2 separate regions of the Mus musculus genome follow, and region 2 is linked to region 1. A link is a contact called in public promoter capture Hi-C data. All regions are on one chromosome and are shown on one strand. The core of a region is the stretch at or near the end of the contact, and the rest is flanking DNA. Distances in the headings are between cores, read along the strand shown.

The links. Promoter capture Hi-C pulls out the DNA fragments that hold promoters and counts their contacts.
Region 2: a promoter capture Hi-C map of pre-B cells shows a contact between it and region 1, with 2.5 times the contacts expected there. The contact joins the promoter of Aaas here to the promoter of AU021063 in region 1. A contact is called at or near these places in 6 of 39 promoter capture datasets (the C10 cell line, hippocampal neurons, liver and 2 more), 1 of 115 datasets of contacts at active chromatin or transcription factors (pancreatic cancer cells) and 1 of 9 other capture datasets (liver).

The regions. Positions count from the first base shown.
Region 1 is chr15:101,217,974-101,225,284 of GRCm38.p6, reverse strand. It overlaps AU021063 (expressed sequence AU021063), which reads right to left and starts at 4,038. Exons shown (of 3, transcript NR_045996.1): 1 at 3,960-4,038; 2 at 3,671-3,807; 3 at 3,130-3,496. It overlaps A330009N23Rik (RIKEN cDNA A330009N23 gene), which reads left to right and starts at 99. Exons shown (of 3, transcript NR_045328.1): 1 at 99-311; 2 at 1,652-1,804; 3 at 3,096-4,094. It overlaps Grasp (GRP1 (general receptor for phosphoinositides 1)-associated scaffold protein), which reads right to left and starts at 1,078. Exons shown (of 8, transcript NM_019518.3): 1 at 741-1,078. The coding sequence starts at 983.
Region 2 is chr15:102,346,768-102,354,078 of GRCm38.p6, reverse strand. Aaas (achalasia, adrenocortical insufficiency, alacrimia) reads left to right here and starts at 3,320. Exons shown (of 16, transcript NM_153416.2): 1 at 3,320-3,583; 2 at 3,999-4,126; 3 at 6,988-7,043; 4 at 7,310-7,311. The coding sequence starts at 3,461. Gm36246 (predicted gene, 36246) reads right to left here and starts at 3,252. Exons shown (of 3, transcript NR_155425.1): 1 at 3,167-3,252; 2 at 322-397.

The sequences.
Region 1 (7,311 bases), core at 2,789-5,288:
AGCATCTGAAGACTCAGGTTCTCTCAGGCCAGAGGAAGAGTTTCACTTAGAGGGAGACTTAGGGCAGAGGGCGGGTGCGGCCCGCATCCTTCCTGCCCTGTGACTCTCCCACAGCGTCCGGTCCTGGCTGAAGTTAGAAGAGCTACGCTTTCACATCCCGCATCTAAGATGCGGTACAAAGCACGAGGCCCTGAGCCCAAGAAGCCGAGTGTTCCTGCGGAGGGGGAGTTTTTGGGAATTCGCAGCACTACTTCTAAGGGGCCATTAATCTCTCTCCCGCCCAGGGCTCCAGGACCCTCAACTTGTTCGAGGCAAGTGGTGAGGTTCCTTCTCTATCCCTGCTCCAACTTGAGAAGGTGCTTGGGCGGCAGGGTCCTGAGAGTTTTTAGACTTCTGGACACCCGCAGGCGGAGCAGGAGGCGGCAGAAAGCCAGATGGAGCAAGCTGTAGAAAGGGGGTGCTGGGGCGGAGTTAAGGCAAGAGAGTGGGAGGAGATGGGGCATCCGCGTGTGGGGAATGGAGCGGAGAGCCACCCGAACTGGGGGCGTTGTGATGGCGGGGGCTACAGCCTTCTGAGACCCGAGTGGGCAGGTTTGCACCTTCTGGGCGGAGCAAGGCGGGTGGCCCAGGGTCGCAGGGCCGGGGAATGTGGCAGTCATCGGCGCTGCTGCGGGTGAGTGTATCCTGCGGAAGGAAGAAGGCAGGGTACCGAATCTGGGGATGCAGGTTAAGTAACGCACCTTTCGGCGAGGCAGGGTACCCCCGGACACGGCGAGCGCGCGGTACAGCTCGGCAGGGTGATAGTCCTCCAGTGCTGCGTACAGCTCCTCCCCGGGGGCTCCGGGCGGAGCGGCGGCAGCCGGAGGGCCGGAGGGTAGCGGGGCGGCGCGAGCGGCTTCGGAGTCGGGAGCCCGGCCAGCGGGGTCCGGCGCGGCAGTCGCCTCCTCCTTCTGCTGCAGCTTCCTGAGTCGGCGGAGGGTCATGGCTCCGGCGTCCGGCGCCCCTCAGAGGCCGCGCTCTCTCTGCTTGATGGTGTTAGGGACGGCTTTGGGACGCCAGCCCAGCGGGCCGCGTGTAGCCTTGCTTTATAGACTCCCGAGAGGCGTGGGGAGCGGCCTCCAGTGGCCTCGCCCCCCGACACGCAGGCACCGCCTCCAGGGGGGGACCGCTATGGGGAGCCCCGCCCACAGTGCGCAGCCATCAGCCAGGCTCTGGGACACTCTGGGGGACTTGGGCGCTCAGTGGGGGAAATCTAGCTGCCCACGGCAGCGGGAGGGACAGGACATTTGGGGAGAGCAGGGGTTTATATGCTACCTGGAAGCAGTCTGTGAACGTACATTGGATGAAGTTAGGGAATGAATGATGGCCTTAGTGGTTCGTGGAGATGGGGGCACAATAAGGAGTGGTGGTAAATAAACTGGGGGAAGCTTTGAGGTCAGGGTAGCAGTGGGTCAGACTGCAGGAAGCCCTAGACTGGAGAGGGGGAGGCCGGGGCTGCGCAGGGGAGGGTTGGGGTTTCTGAAGAAGGAACTGGGAGAGAGGTACACCTCTGAATTCACCCAGTGGAAGCTCCCGGGGAGTGAGGGGCTAAGGGGTCCATCTTCCCACCTGCATGGTAGAAGAGATAACTAAAGCAGCCTTCCTTTCCCAGGGCTAGGAGAAAGGGAAGCTGTGGAAACCTGCAAGCAGGTTTAAATCCGAGCCCTACTGGGGCCACCCCAAGGCTTGAAATCACCTCTCCACTCTGGATGCTGGAGTTAAGGCTCTCGTTCCTCACCTGGGGTTTGGAATATGCCCAGAGTAGGTGAGTAGATCCTCGGAGTTGGGGCATGACCGGCGCTGAGCCTTTCTCTAGTCCTGTCTTAGATACCATCCCTCAAGCTCTTTGTTACCATGGCTGCCAGGCTGTGGGAGAGGCGGGGATGACCCACAGCCCAAGTCTGTCGTCAGTGGCGCCCAAATAAGAAGCAAAAGAGGGAAGCAGTTGGTTGTCTAGCCACCACAGACGGAGCCTGGGGCTCCACATTCGGACATGAGACACCACGCGTGCTCTTTACATACATCATTACAAACCTTATGAAACAGGTACCATTATCATCCCTCCCAGAGGGGGAAACTGAAACCCAGACAGAAAGCACCTTGCTAGGAGGGTTGCTCAGTGACCAAGTTGACAGTCCAAACAAGGCAGCCCCATTCTGGAACTTCTGCCTTACTCTGTGATGCTGACTTCAATGCTTCATCGTGAGGTTGAGCCCGACTCTGTGCCAGGGGCTGGCTAGGCACTGGTGTGACAGAGGTGTTTGGTCTGGGAGCCGGTTGCATGCTGTACATGTGCTGTGTAAGACCCATACCATGGGGGAGCAGAGGCCAGAAGGCCATATCTCAGAGGCCAGAAAAGACTTTCTTCTACCCGTTCATCAGTCTGGCTGTCTCCTTGTGTCTTGCCTCCCCTCCTCCAGCCCCCTACTCTCACCCAGGCCCCTGTGCCCTCACTACACAAGAAGTATAAGTGGGAAGGGTGGCTTAGGGACTATGTTAGCTAAGATGTCTCCCTTAATGCTTCTCTCCCTGATTTAACCACCAAGTGGCCATCGGTTGAGGGGCCAAGGGAGAGTCAGTGGAGAAACATGGGACTCTTATTGAGAGCATTAACACAGATGGACCCCTGGACCGTCTGTTGCCTGACAGACGGCATCTGTAGTGGGGGAGGGGGTGGGGAGTTACGAAGGTAGAAGACAGAAAAGTTTGTATTGCGTTCATTCTAGTTCTTATCCACGAAAGGACCCTCCCCCCACACACCCCCAACGAGATCCTGTGCCACCTATGAAGGTGCCACCTGCCTACTCTGGAGGATTAGTGAATGCGTATCTAACAGCCCTGTTGACAGAAGTCCTTTGTGCTGATTAGAGGTAAACACCTCTTCCCCCACAACCCCAGTTTGTGCAGGTCCGATTGCCTCTTGCCTCCAGGTGAGAAGCCACCACAGGGAGCTGAAGTTCTCACCTAAGCAAGAAGGTGCTAGAAAACCCAGAGCAAGTGTGAGCCCAGAAAAGGCAATTTCTCTAAGTCCTTGGCATGATTTTCTCAAATCTTAGGATTTCAGAGCTGGAAGAGGCCTCATGTTCTGGAAAAGACGTGTGTGGTCCAAGCCCTCCTGCCTGAGACAGCAGTCAGAGAGGGAAAGACTGCCCCGGAATGGATTTAGGAACCCAGGACTCTTGACAAAGACTGCTAATTCAGCAGCTGGCAGCTGGGGAGCGGACTGCCTGATTCCTCTGCGGTTCCACAGTTTCTCCAGGGAGGATTGGAGAGTCCTGGGTGCCTCCCTGTGGGATGGTGGCACCCTCTGCTGGTCGTGAGCCTTGTGGTGGAACTATCTCCAGACTCAAAGCCGTCTGGTGCTCGGCGCCACCTGGAAACCTTGCCATATTTTGGGATCCCATACAGCATTTGTTCCTCCAGGAGGATCTGTAGTGAGCTGGTAACTGAGTTCACACTGAGGAAGTTGTGAGGAGGGAGATGCTGCCGGTTAAAAGTACTCCACAGCACGGCTCCAGAGCTCAGCCTTCTCTGCCCCACCTCCTCTTATGCCACGCCCCTTGCCTAGCATCTGTTCCCCTCCTCCAATTAGCCTTACCCAGGCCTCCTGCCTCTCCAGAATGTCCCTTACCTCCTCATGCCTCTTAGCAAATCCCCTGTGGATCTGCTCCTGAGAAATCTATACTTCGTCTGCAACTTATGTCGAAGCAGGTGTCTTGTTCCCAGGGAGTTCATGTTTCCCAGTTCTTTGGCTCCAGCTGCTCCATCCTAAGATGGGGTTTAAGGGTGGGGGGAGGGGAGACCTGGGTAGCATGGGATTAGTAGAGGCTGTCTAACGGACAAAGCCCCTTCTCACTTCTTTAAGGACAACCCCTTGCCAAGTCTCCCACCAATCCACAATTCCCTGTGACCCCACAGACCTGCTTAAGTTCTGGGGAACCCTCGGAAAGTTGGAGCACTAGAGCTGCGAAAGTTCAGACGCTGTAGAGTCCCAGTGAGTCAGTTACTTCAGGGCACAGAACTAGCAAGGATGAATAAATAGCTCTATGGATGCCGCCTCTGCTTCTGTGTGGGAGGGGGGAGGGGAGGGGATGGGGAGGGGAGTTAGCAGCAAGAGAGGGCCTGGGGCTCAGCTGGCTCTCTGGTACACCAGGAATGATGGGCTGGGCCTCAGCTGCATGACATCACTGCTTGCAGGAGGTATAGAACAGCCGGTGGGCAGCTGGCTGGGCAGGGAATGCTTGTTTTCTTAATGACTCCTATTGCCTAACAGCGTTCTCGCGGTACAGTGTTGTGTTGGTGCTGGGGCCCTGCTGCGGGAGAGTTCTAGCAGGTCTGATCCAGTACAGTTCAGAGATCTGACTCCCAGGAGGTCTGTAGGTAGGAGCCAGGTAGATAGGACAGTTTGTGTTGGATATGGGTGTCTCCTGGTCTAGTCCCATCCAGAGGCCAAGCATCTGCCTCTCGAATGGCCAGGTTGGAGTGACAGAAGGAAGGGACACTCAGTCTGGTTTTCCTCAGAGCAGCAACACGTCACTCATGAGACATGGAATACATATTTCCTCACCTCTCACTTTAGCAGGAGAAATGCAGAAGATGGAAGCTCTTAGGGCAGGAACTCCACAGACCTCTTCCCTGTTGGCAAATGAACACCTGCTCAGCGTCTAATCCCTGGCTTTTTGGGTGGTGGTGGTGGGCAGCATTGTGTATCAGGCTACCCAAACCCCAAAATGCTCATGCTAGAACAACCCCCCACCCCCGCCCCTGGCCATGGCTCTCTCTGCCACTGACTTCAGACAGAAGTCAGCATCCCCTTTCTGCATGGCTGTCTGATCGTGCCTGAACCTGTCTCCTGCCCCACTGGCTGTGTCTCTCCTCACAGTTCTAATGGTCTGCTACCACAGAAAGTGCCTCCCTACAGACAAGCAGGGCCACATCACGCCCCTGCTTACAATCAGCTGTAGTGTGGAAGCCGGTGTCCCACAGACTCAGCCCTCACTGTGATACTAAGTGGTGGAGGGTTTAGGAGGATTGGTGATTCATTCAGTCAGGAGGGCTCTGTCCTTGTGAATGGAACAAGCACTGTGCTGGGCAGTTTTGTGTCAACTTGACACAGACTGGACTTATCTGAAAAAAAGGGAGTGTCTGTTGAGAAAATGCCTCCAAGCCTGGTGGTGGTGGCAGTGTGTGACTTTAGTCCCTGCACTCAGGAGGCAGAGGCAGGTGGATCTCTGAGTTTAAGGCCGGCTCTACAGAGCATGTTCCAGGATAACCAGAGCTACACAGAGAAACCCTGTCTCAAAAAACAAGCAAGCAAGCAAACAATCAAACAATGCCCCCATAGGATCTGGCCATAGGGCGTTTTCTTAATTATTGAATGATGGGGGAGGGTCCAGCCCTTTGTGGGTGGTGCTATCCTTGGGCTGGTGATTCTGGGTTCTATAAGAGAGCAGGCTGAGCAAGCCAGGAGCAATCCATTAAGCAGCACCCTCCATGACCTCTGCATCAGCTCATGACTCCAGGTTCCTGCCCTGTTTGTGTCCCTGTCCTGACTTCCTTCGAAAATGACCAGCGCTGAGGAAGTGTAAGACAAGTTAACCCTTTCCTCCCCACCATGCTTTGGTCATGGTGTCTCATCACAGCCATAGAAACTCTAAGACAAGTACTCTTATAAAAGAGTCTCCCGGGAGCCTGTTTCCCTTCCTGCCAGAACGGGAAAAGCACCATCTTCCAGGACCAAGCTCTCTGTAAACACTGACGCTGTCGGCCTCTTGATCTTCAGCTTTTCAATCCCTAGAAATGTTAGCTAAAAGTTTGTGTTTATAAATTATCCATGAGAGTGGTGGTGCAAGCCTTTAATCTCAGCACTTGGGAAGCCAAGATAGGTGGATCTTTATGAGTTTGTAGAGGCTAGCCTTGGCTACATATTGAGACCCGATCTCAAAAAACAAAACAAACCAAACAAAAACAAACAAAAAATCTCCAACAAACAAAAAATCTCCAACAAACAAAAATCCAGGCTAAGAATATCTTCCCATCCTTACCATGAAGACTGTCTTAGGGTTTTAGTGCTGTGAACAGACACCATGACCAAGGCAAGTCTTATAAAGGACAACTTTAGTTGGGGCTGGCTTACAGGTTCAGAGGTTCAGTCCATTATCAAGGTAGGAGCATGGCAGCATCCAGGCAGGCATGGTATAGACAGAGCTGAGAGTTCTACAGCTTCATCTGAAGGCTGCTAGTGGAAGACTGACTTCCAGGCAGCTACGGTGAGGGGCTTAAAGATCGCACTCATAGTGACACACCTACTCCAACAAGGCCACACCTCCTAATAGTCCCACTCCCTGGGCCAAGCATATTCAAACCATCACAAGGCCTGAACCCAGGGACTCACATGTTTTAGGGATAGTGTTCTTACCATAGCTTGGACTTTTCTTGTTTGTTTTGTTTGAGATGGAGTCTCACTGTGTAGCCTTGGCTCACCTGAAACTCACTATGTAAGCCAGGCTGGTCTTGAACTCAGAGATCTGCCCATCTCTGCCCAGAAAAAGATGCTGAGATTAAAGGTGTGGCTACCTGGTCCAGATGGGTTGGCAACAGAAATGACCTAAAACACCTTTCAATGGCATTGCCCTATATGAAGAGAAAAGGTTTCTGTTGAATGGTTTCAGTGTTTTTAGTTAGTTCTCAATCTCTCTCTCTCTCTCTCTCTCTCTCTCTCTCTCTCTCTCTCTCTCTCTGTGTGTGTGTGTGTGTGTGTCTTTCCTGTTTTTATTTTTGTTTTGTTTTAAGACAGGGTCTCTTTGTGTAGCCCTTGTTGTCCTAAAACTCACTCTGTAGACCAGGCTGGCCTTAAAACTCATAGATCGGGGCTGGTGAGATGGCTCAGCGGGTAAGAGCACCTGACTGCTCTTTGGAAGGTCAGGAGTTCAAATCCCAGCAACCACGTGGTGGCTCACAACCATCCGTAACGAGATCTGACTCCCTCTTCTGGAGTGTCTGAGGACAGCTACAGTGTACTTACATAAAATAAATAAACAAACAAACAAACAAATAAATCTTAAAACAAAAACAAAACCTCATAGATCTGCCCGCCTCTGCACCATCACCTCCCAGCTATGGTTTCTGGTTTCTAGAGGAATGGCCTCATGTACCACAGGCTGGCCTTGAAGTATAGCCAAAGATAACCCTGAACTTCTGATTCTCCCACCTCTTTGCTGAGACGTATATAATACCGTATATAATAATACCGTATATAATAATACCGTATAT
Region 2 (7,311 bases), core at 2,071-4,570, 1.1 Mb before region 1:
AATACTCTGAAAGTTGCCTGATGTAAATCCTGGGAACAAAACTAGGGCCCCCTGGAAGAGCATCAACTGCTCTGAACTGCTGAGCCGCCTCTTTAGCTTCACCAGCAAATTTATGAAAAATTTTAAAAAGAGAGAGAGAAAAATCTCAGGTGACTCGGGCATTCCTTAACATTCGAGGGATAAGAGATTACAGGCAAGTCCAGCGTGGAGGGTTTGCTTCCAGCACGCAGGACACAGAGAACAACCACAGCAAGCTCCAGGGCAGCACAGGGAGACCCAGCTCAGCGAAACAGAGCAAAGGGAAATTGAGGCCAACCTCACCTCAGATGAAGAGAACCTGCAGGCTTCGTCCGGATGTCTCTGTCTTCTGACCTGGGAGCTTCTCTGTAAGGTCCTTCTAGATAGAAAGGAGAGGCAGACACAGAAGTTCAGGGCACAAGAAACTATTTCTGCCATTGCCCTTACATTCTTCAGTGAGGCCGGGCATGGTGGCACACACCTTTAATCCCAGCACTTGGGAGGCAGAGGCAGGAGGATTTCTGAGTTCGAGGCCAGCCTGGTCTACAAAGTGAGTTCCAGGACAGCCAGGGCTACACAGAGAAACCCTGTCTCGAAAAAACCAAAAAAAAAAAAAAAAAAAAACCCACCAAAAAAACCCACATTCTTCAGTGAGACTGGGGGTGTGGGGCCTGAGCCTACATACAGCTTTGAGTTCTTCCTTCCTTCCTTCCTTCCTTCCTCCCTCCCTCCCTCCCTCCCTCCCTTCCTTCCTTTCTTCCTTCATTCCTTCCTTCCTCTCTCTCTCTCTCTCTCTCTCTCTCTCTCTCTCTCTCTCTTTCCCTTTCTTTTCTTTTTTCTTTTTTTCAGACAGGCCTAGTCTCTCAGGTTCGCTGTGTACCAGATGAATGACAATCGAGGTTAACTATTCACCACTGTTTGTAATTCTCAGCACTCAGGAGATGAGGCAGGAGGATTCCGGCAAATTAGAAGTCACCCTCAGCCTGTCTCAAAAATACAAAACTAAAATTAATCAAGTGCATAATTGCCACACCTCCCATTCTTTACGCTCCAGTTTTAGGTCCATCTTCCACATTTCTTTTTAAAGACAAGATCTTATGTAGCTGAGACATAGTGTGAACTATGCTTCAGAGGATGTCCCTGAATTTGTGTCTCTAGACATAGTGTGGTTTGTGCTTGTTTGTTTGTTTTTGAGACACCATCTCACTATATATCCCTGACTGGCCTGTAGCTTCCTATGTTAGACCAGGATAGCTCTGAATTCACAGTGATCCACCCATTTCGGCTTCCTGAGTGCTGGGACTAAAAGCATGTACCATTAGGCCAGGCTAATACGTTTAGTTTTTCTTTTTAAAGAGTTAATTTATTGGGAAATGAAAACCAAACTAAGAGCCAGGTGATGGTGGCAGTGGTGGCACCTTTAATCCCTGTACTTGGGAGGCAGAGGAAGATGGAACTCTGAGTTTTGAGGCCAGACTGGGGTACCTATGGAGTGAATTCTAGGACAGACAGGGCTACACAGAGAATCCTTCTATTGAAAAACAAAACAAAGCAAAAAGTTATTTGGGGGCCAGAGAGATGGCTCAGTGGCTAAGAGCAGTTACTGTTCTTGCAGAGGATCCTGGTTCTGTTCCCCAAATCTACATGATGATTCAGAACCATCTGTAACTCCTGTTCCAGGGGAGTCCAGCGCCCTTTACTGGCTGCTGTGGACACTGCATGCATGTGGTGCACATAGGTGCATACAGGCAAAACACAAATTAAAAAAATATTTTTAAAAGCCCCTTATACTCCCTGTATAGTACTACAGGTGTGCATGCACCACCATGCCCAGTGACAAAAGTGCTCTCGAGGAGGAGGGTCAGGCTCAGAGTCAGTTTCAATTAAAGGCTAGGTGAGTCCATTTCTTTGGGTGTCAGGTGAGGCAGAGCATCATAGATTCAGGAGCAGGTGGAAGAGTTTGCTTATTCATAATGGCCAGGAAGCAGAGAGATAGCAATAGCAGGGAAAGGCTAATACCGTTCCTGTGAGTCTCACCATCCCACACTTCCCTCCCATTTGTCTATTCAGATTTTGAGCTCACAATTGAATTAAGTTAGAATTAAACCATCTAAACATCTCTCTGTAGTTCTAGCCCCCCCCCCAACCCCTTCAGTTTCAGAAAAGGTCTCAGGAGAGCATGGTGGTAGATCTTTAATCTCAGCACTCTTGGGAGATAGAGGTATGAATCTCTATGAATTCAAGGTCAGTCATGTCTACATAGCAAGTTCCGTGCTAGCCAGAGCAACATAGCCATACCCTGCCTCAAAATAAAGCCTAGGGCTGGAGAGATGGCTCAGCAGTTAAGAGCACTGACTGCTCTTCTAGAAGTCCTGAGTTCAATTCCCAGCAACCACATGGTGGCTCACAACCATCTGTAATGGAATCAGATACCCTCTTCTGGTGTGTCTGAAAACCATGAGAGTGTACTCATATAAATAAAACAAATCTTAAAACAAACAAACAAACAAACAACAAAGCCTAAATAAGACAAAGTCAGGGTGGTATGTATCTCAAGTTGGAAGAGAACTATGGAGTGGACATTCAGTGATCCTCCTGCCTGTACCTCCCAATGCTGGGATTACAGATCGGAGTCAACGGTATTTGGAGGCAGGGGCTTGCTACGCAGTCTACACTAACCTTTTATTCTTGTCCACATCCTGTAGGCATTACAGCCTTGGGCCAATATGCCCCACCAATGTCTGGTTTGTGTGTATTTTGGTCCAATCTGTGTCATTTTGCTACTGGTAGTTCAACGGTGCACTTTTGGGGTTATTGTAAGGATTATAGAAGCGTTTGTTAGTGATATACTCGGGAAAAGTTACTGTCCTTCCAGTGTCCGTCTCTCTCTTTCAGGACGCCTTACCCTGTGAAGTCCGTTCTGACTGTCCTCTAAAGTCTTTTTTGTTTTTTTTTTGGAGGTGGGGGGGCGGGGAAAGCTCACTGGTAGGATGACATCGTCTGTATATTCCTCAAGGATATTTACGGGGGTTGGAGAGTTTAATTAGGTACTTTCCTAAACCTGGCTTATTTTGGGCTTTTTCCGTACTAAGTAAGTGAGTGGGAGACGCTGCTGGGGATTCAGAGTTGGAAAAAACAGTAGTCTTACAGGAAACAAACCAAAACCAAACCGCGGCGCTCCTTACGCCACAGGTCGGTCCTCGGACGTGTCAGCGTCGTGCCCGCTCCGTACGCAAGGGGGCGCGCCAGGAAGTCCCGGAAGTCCGTCCCGAAACCCGACTCGGAACTTTCTTCCTTGCACTTCCGTTCAGCTTCGCGCAGTCGTTTGTCCTGTACGGCTACCCGTCCTCACACGAATCTAGCCCGGGAACTAAGATTCCGGGGAGCGCAGTCGTCACCAGCCGGGAGCCTGTCGATTCCAGACGCTCTCCGGACTGGCAAGATGTGCTCCCTGGGGTTGTTCCCCCCGCCGCCGCCTAGAGGTCAAGTCACCCTGTATGAGCACAATAACGAGCTGGTGACCGGCAACAGCTATGAGAGCCCGCCTCCCGACTTTCGGGGCCAGGTGGTCCGGGTGGGAACGCTGCGGTGGGGATGCGGAAAGTGGGAATAGAGGCGACGCGGCGGGGCTCGCTCACAAGTGATTGGGAACGGCATGACTCCCACAGGAGACTGGAGAGAACGAAATATATTTTAGGGCCTGTGTTACCCAGTTAGGCATGCCAAGGCATGTGAGGAGGTTCTAGGAGGGGTAGAGAAGATGATGGATGCCGTCCATCAGGTCTTCTCTAGTGTCAACCCTGTGAAAAACGATTGTGGTTTGCAGATGAGGACTGAAAATTTTCTGTCCCACAAGTGTTACATTTGTGGGTATGGGAAATGGGGCCGTGGAATCTCTTATGCCATAGGTTGGAGATGGCAAGGAGTTCTGTTAAGATTTGGGGAAGAGACTGACTGCCTCCCTCTCTTCTGAGGTATAGTGGATCAATCTTCCTGTCCTACACCTGACCAAGGATCCCCTAAAAGCCCCAGGGAGGCTGGACCATGGTACAAGAACTGCCTTCATCCATCACCGTGAGCAAGTGTGGAAGAGATGCATCAATGTTTGGTGAGGCATAGCAAACAGTGGCTTAAATAGGCCATGGTCTACCGAGCCTGCTTTGGGCAGCTCTTGAATGGCTGCTTATTGCAGTCTGTGTCTTCATATTACCACAAATCATATTAGGTGATCCATTTTTATTGTAAAACTCAAGGGTGTACCAGAAACCTCATTTATCCCTAATAGCTTGGCTTGATTTTACAAACCTGCTCTCAGCACCGACCTCATTTGCTTTTATCTGAAGCTCAGGAAAGTTAGGAAAAGGTTGAATTGATTCGTTAATATGTAGGACATGTAAGAATTAAAGCTGTGCTATCTTTTTTTTTTTTAACTGTACGTTTGGAAAAGTTACATAATTACTCTGTCCTAAAGCCAAACCCCTTTAAACCATGGTGACTAAATAGATACAAAGCACATAGAAGCATTTCCTGGCACATTAATCCCTTGATGTGTTTGCCATCCCCATTATTATCATTGCCATTATCTGTAAAAAGAATCCCTGGTGCCGGGCGTGGTGGCTCACGCCTTTAATCCCAGCACTCCGGAGGCAGAGGCGGGCGGATTTCTGAGTTCGAGGCCAGCCTGGTCTACAGAGTGAGTTCCAGGACAGCCAGGGCTACACAGAGAAACCCTGTCTTGAAAAAACAAACAAACAAAAAAAAAACGAATCCCTGGCAATTATGTTCCTGGGTTCATGAGTTTGCTTGTTACTTTGTGAGTTGTTGTCAAATAGCCTTTTATCCAAATTTTACATACAGGACTTGGGGTATAGCTCAGTTGGCAGAGTGCTTGCCTGGCATGCAGGAAGCCCTAAGATCAGTAACTAGCACCATGTAAAACTAGGTATGATTGGTACATGTCTGTAATCTCACACTAGGCAGGAGGAGCAAAAGCACGTGGCTATTCTTGGCTACATTGCAAAATTGAGGCTAGCCTGGACTTCATGAGACTATCTCAAAACCAACCAACCAAACCAAAAGCAAACAAAACAGAAACTGGGCAGTGGTATTGTGGTGATGGTTAAATTGCCTATGGAAGCACCTAGCCCAGTGCCTGGTATGTTATAGATGTATTTGTTGATATAATTACTACTTGCTGTTTCTCAAAATATTACTCAGCCTTACTGATATCTTTTTTAAAAAAAAATTTATTTATTATTTATATTTAAGTACCCAGTAGCTGTCTTCAGACACAGTAGAGGGCTTCAGATGTCATTACAGATGGTTGTAAGCCACCATGTGGTTGCTGGGATTTGAACTCAGGACCTTTGGAAGAACAGTCAGTGCTCTTAACCGCTGAGCCATCTCTCCAGCCCACTGATATCTTAATTATTCCTCCATTCTATGTATTCTGCTCCCTAAGTTTCTCAAACTTCTCTCTTTTATATCCTGAGAGTTCAGGCTACTTCACCTTTTATTCTGAGGAGTCCTTAAGTAGCTTGCTTTCTTTCTTTCTTTCTTTCTTTCTTTCTTTCTTTCTTTCTTTCTTTTTTTTAATTTTTATTTTATTTTTTTATTTTTCGAGACAGGGTTTCTCTGTGTAACAGTCCTGGCTGTCCTGGAACTTTCTATGTAGACCAGGCTGGCCTCAGACAGATCTGCCTGCCTGTGCCTCCTGAGTGCTGAGGTTAAAGGCGTGGGCCACCTTAAGTAGTTTCTTACTTGATCCCTTTCTCCATTCTGGACTCCTCTAATGTCCAAACTGATCTTTCTGAAGTGCTCTTGTGATTATTTGTTTCCCTTGCTGAAGACACTTTGATGACTTTCCATTCCCTGTTTGAAAGTATGGTTGATGCCCCCCTCTCCCTCCCTCCCTCCCTTTCTCCTCCTCCTCCTCTCCCTTTTCTCCCTCATTCTCTATTTGAGACAGGGCCTCCTCTCGAATCAGTTTGTAGCCGTGGCTGGATGAACTCACCACTTAGATCAGTTTGGCTGAGGACTCACAGGGTTCTTCCTGCCTCTGCCTCCTGCAAACGGAATTAAAGGTGTTTGCCCGCACGCCTGGCCAAGCCCTAACTGACTTGCTCAGAAATTCTACCACCTCCAGTCCTTGAAATTTAGTTGCCTCATCTGTAAGTGGGCAAAATGTCATTTAGATTAACGTGATAAATAATCTAATGTCCTAAGTAAGTTAAAGGGCAATATATATAAAGTGCTTGATGCATAGTTGGTACTCACTAAAAATATAATACCTCCTTTTTTGTCTTTGTGTTTGTTTTGTTTAAAAAAGTTTATGTATATGAGTACACTGTAGCTGTCTTCAGACACACCAGAAAAGGGCATCGGATCCCTTTACAGATGGTTGTGAGCCACCATGTGGTTGCTGGGAATAGAACTCAGGACCTCTGGAAGAACAGCCAGTGCTCTTAACCGCTGAGCCATTTCTCCAGCCCCTTGTTTTGTTTTCTTTGTTGAGACAGGTTTTCTGTGTAGCACCAGCTATCTTGTTCCTCACTCTGTAGACCTTGAACTCAGAGATCGGCCTGCCTCTGCCTCCCAAGTGCTGGGATTGAAGCCATGAGTGAATACTACCCCACTTCCTTTTTTTTAAAAAAAAAAAAAAAAAAAGAGAGATAATGCTTCATCCAGCCCTGGCAACTGTGTTGCTAAGGATCTTCAGCTTTTATTATTCCCAGTTTTACCTACCCAGTGTTGGGGTTACAGGCATAAGCTACCACATCTGATTTTATATGCTAGTGGGGATTGAATCCAGGGCTTTATTCATAGCATGTTAGGTACTCTACCAATTGAGGTGCACACATTCCCCAACCCTCTTATCTTTAGTATATGTTTGTTGAATGAATGAAAGAAACCTATTAGAGGGACTTACTACAGGGTCAGAGTAACTCTTTGTCTCTTTCTCCGTGTGAGGCATGATGTGGGCCTTTTTGGCGTCCTGAATGAAATTGCGAATTCAGAGGAAGAAGGTAAGGCTCCCCTCCAGTCCCTTCTGTCTGTAAGCTTATCTCCTCCCCATACTTCCCAACCTCATCCCAACACCTGTTAGCCTGTTTTTTTCTGTCACCTTTTCTTCTAAGTACCCAGATAATCACAGTGGGTACTGGGAGATGGTATCCAAGCCCATTCATTGCTGTGCACAAGGACTGAAGAGCTTTGACTCTGTCCTCACCCAAGAGCAGGGCCAGTCATAGCCCTGTGCATGATGCCATCAGAGCTGTCTTTTACCTCACAGTG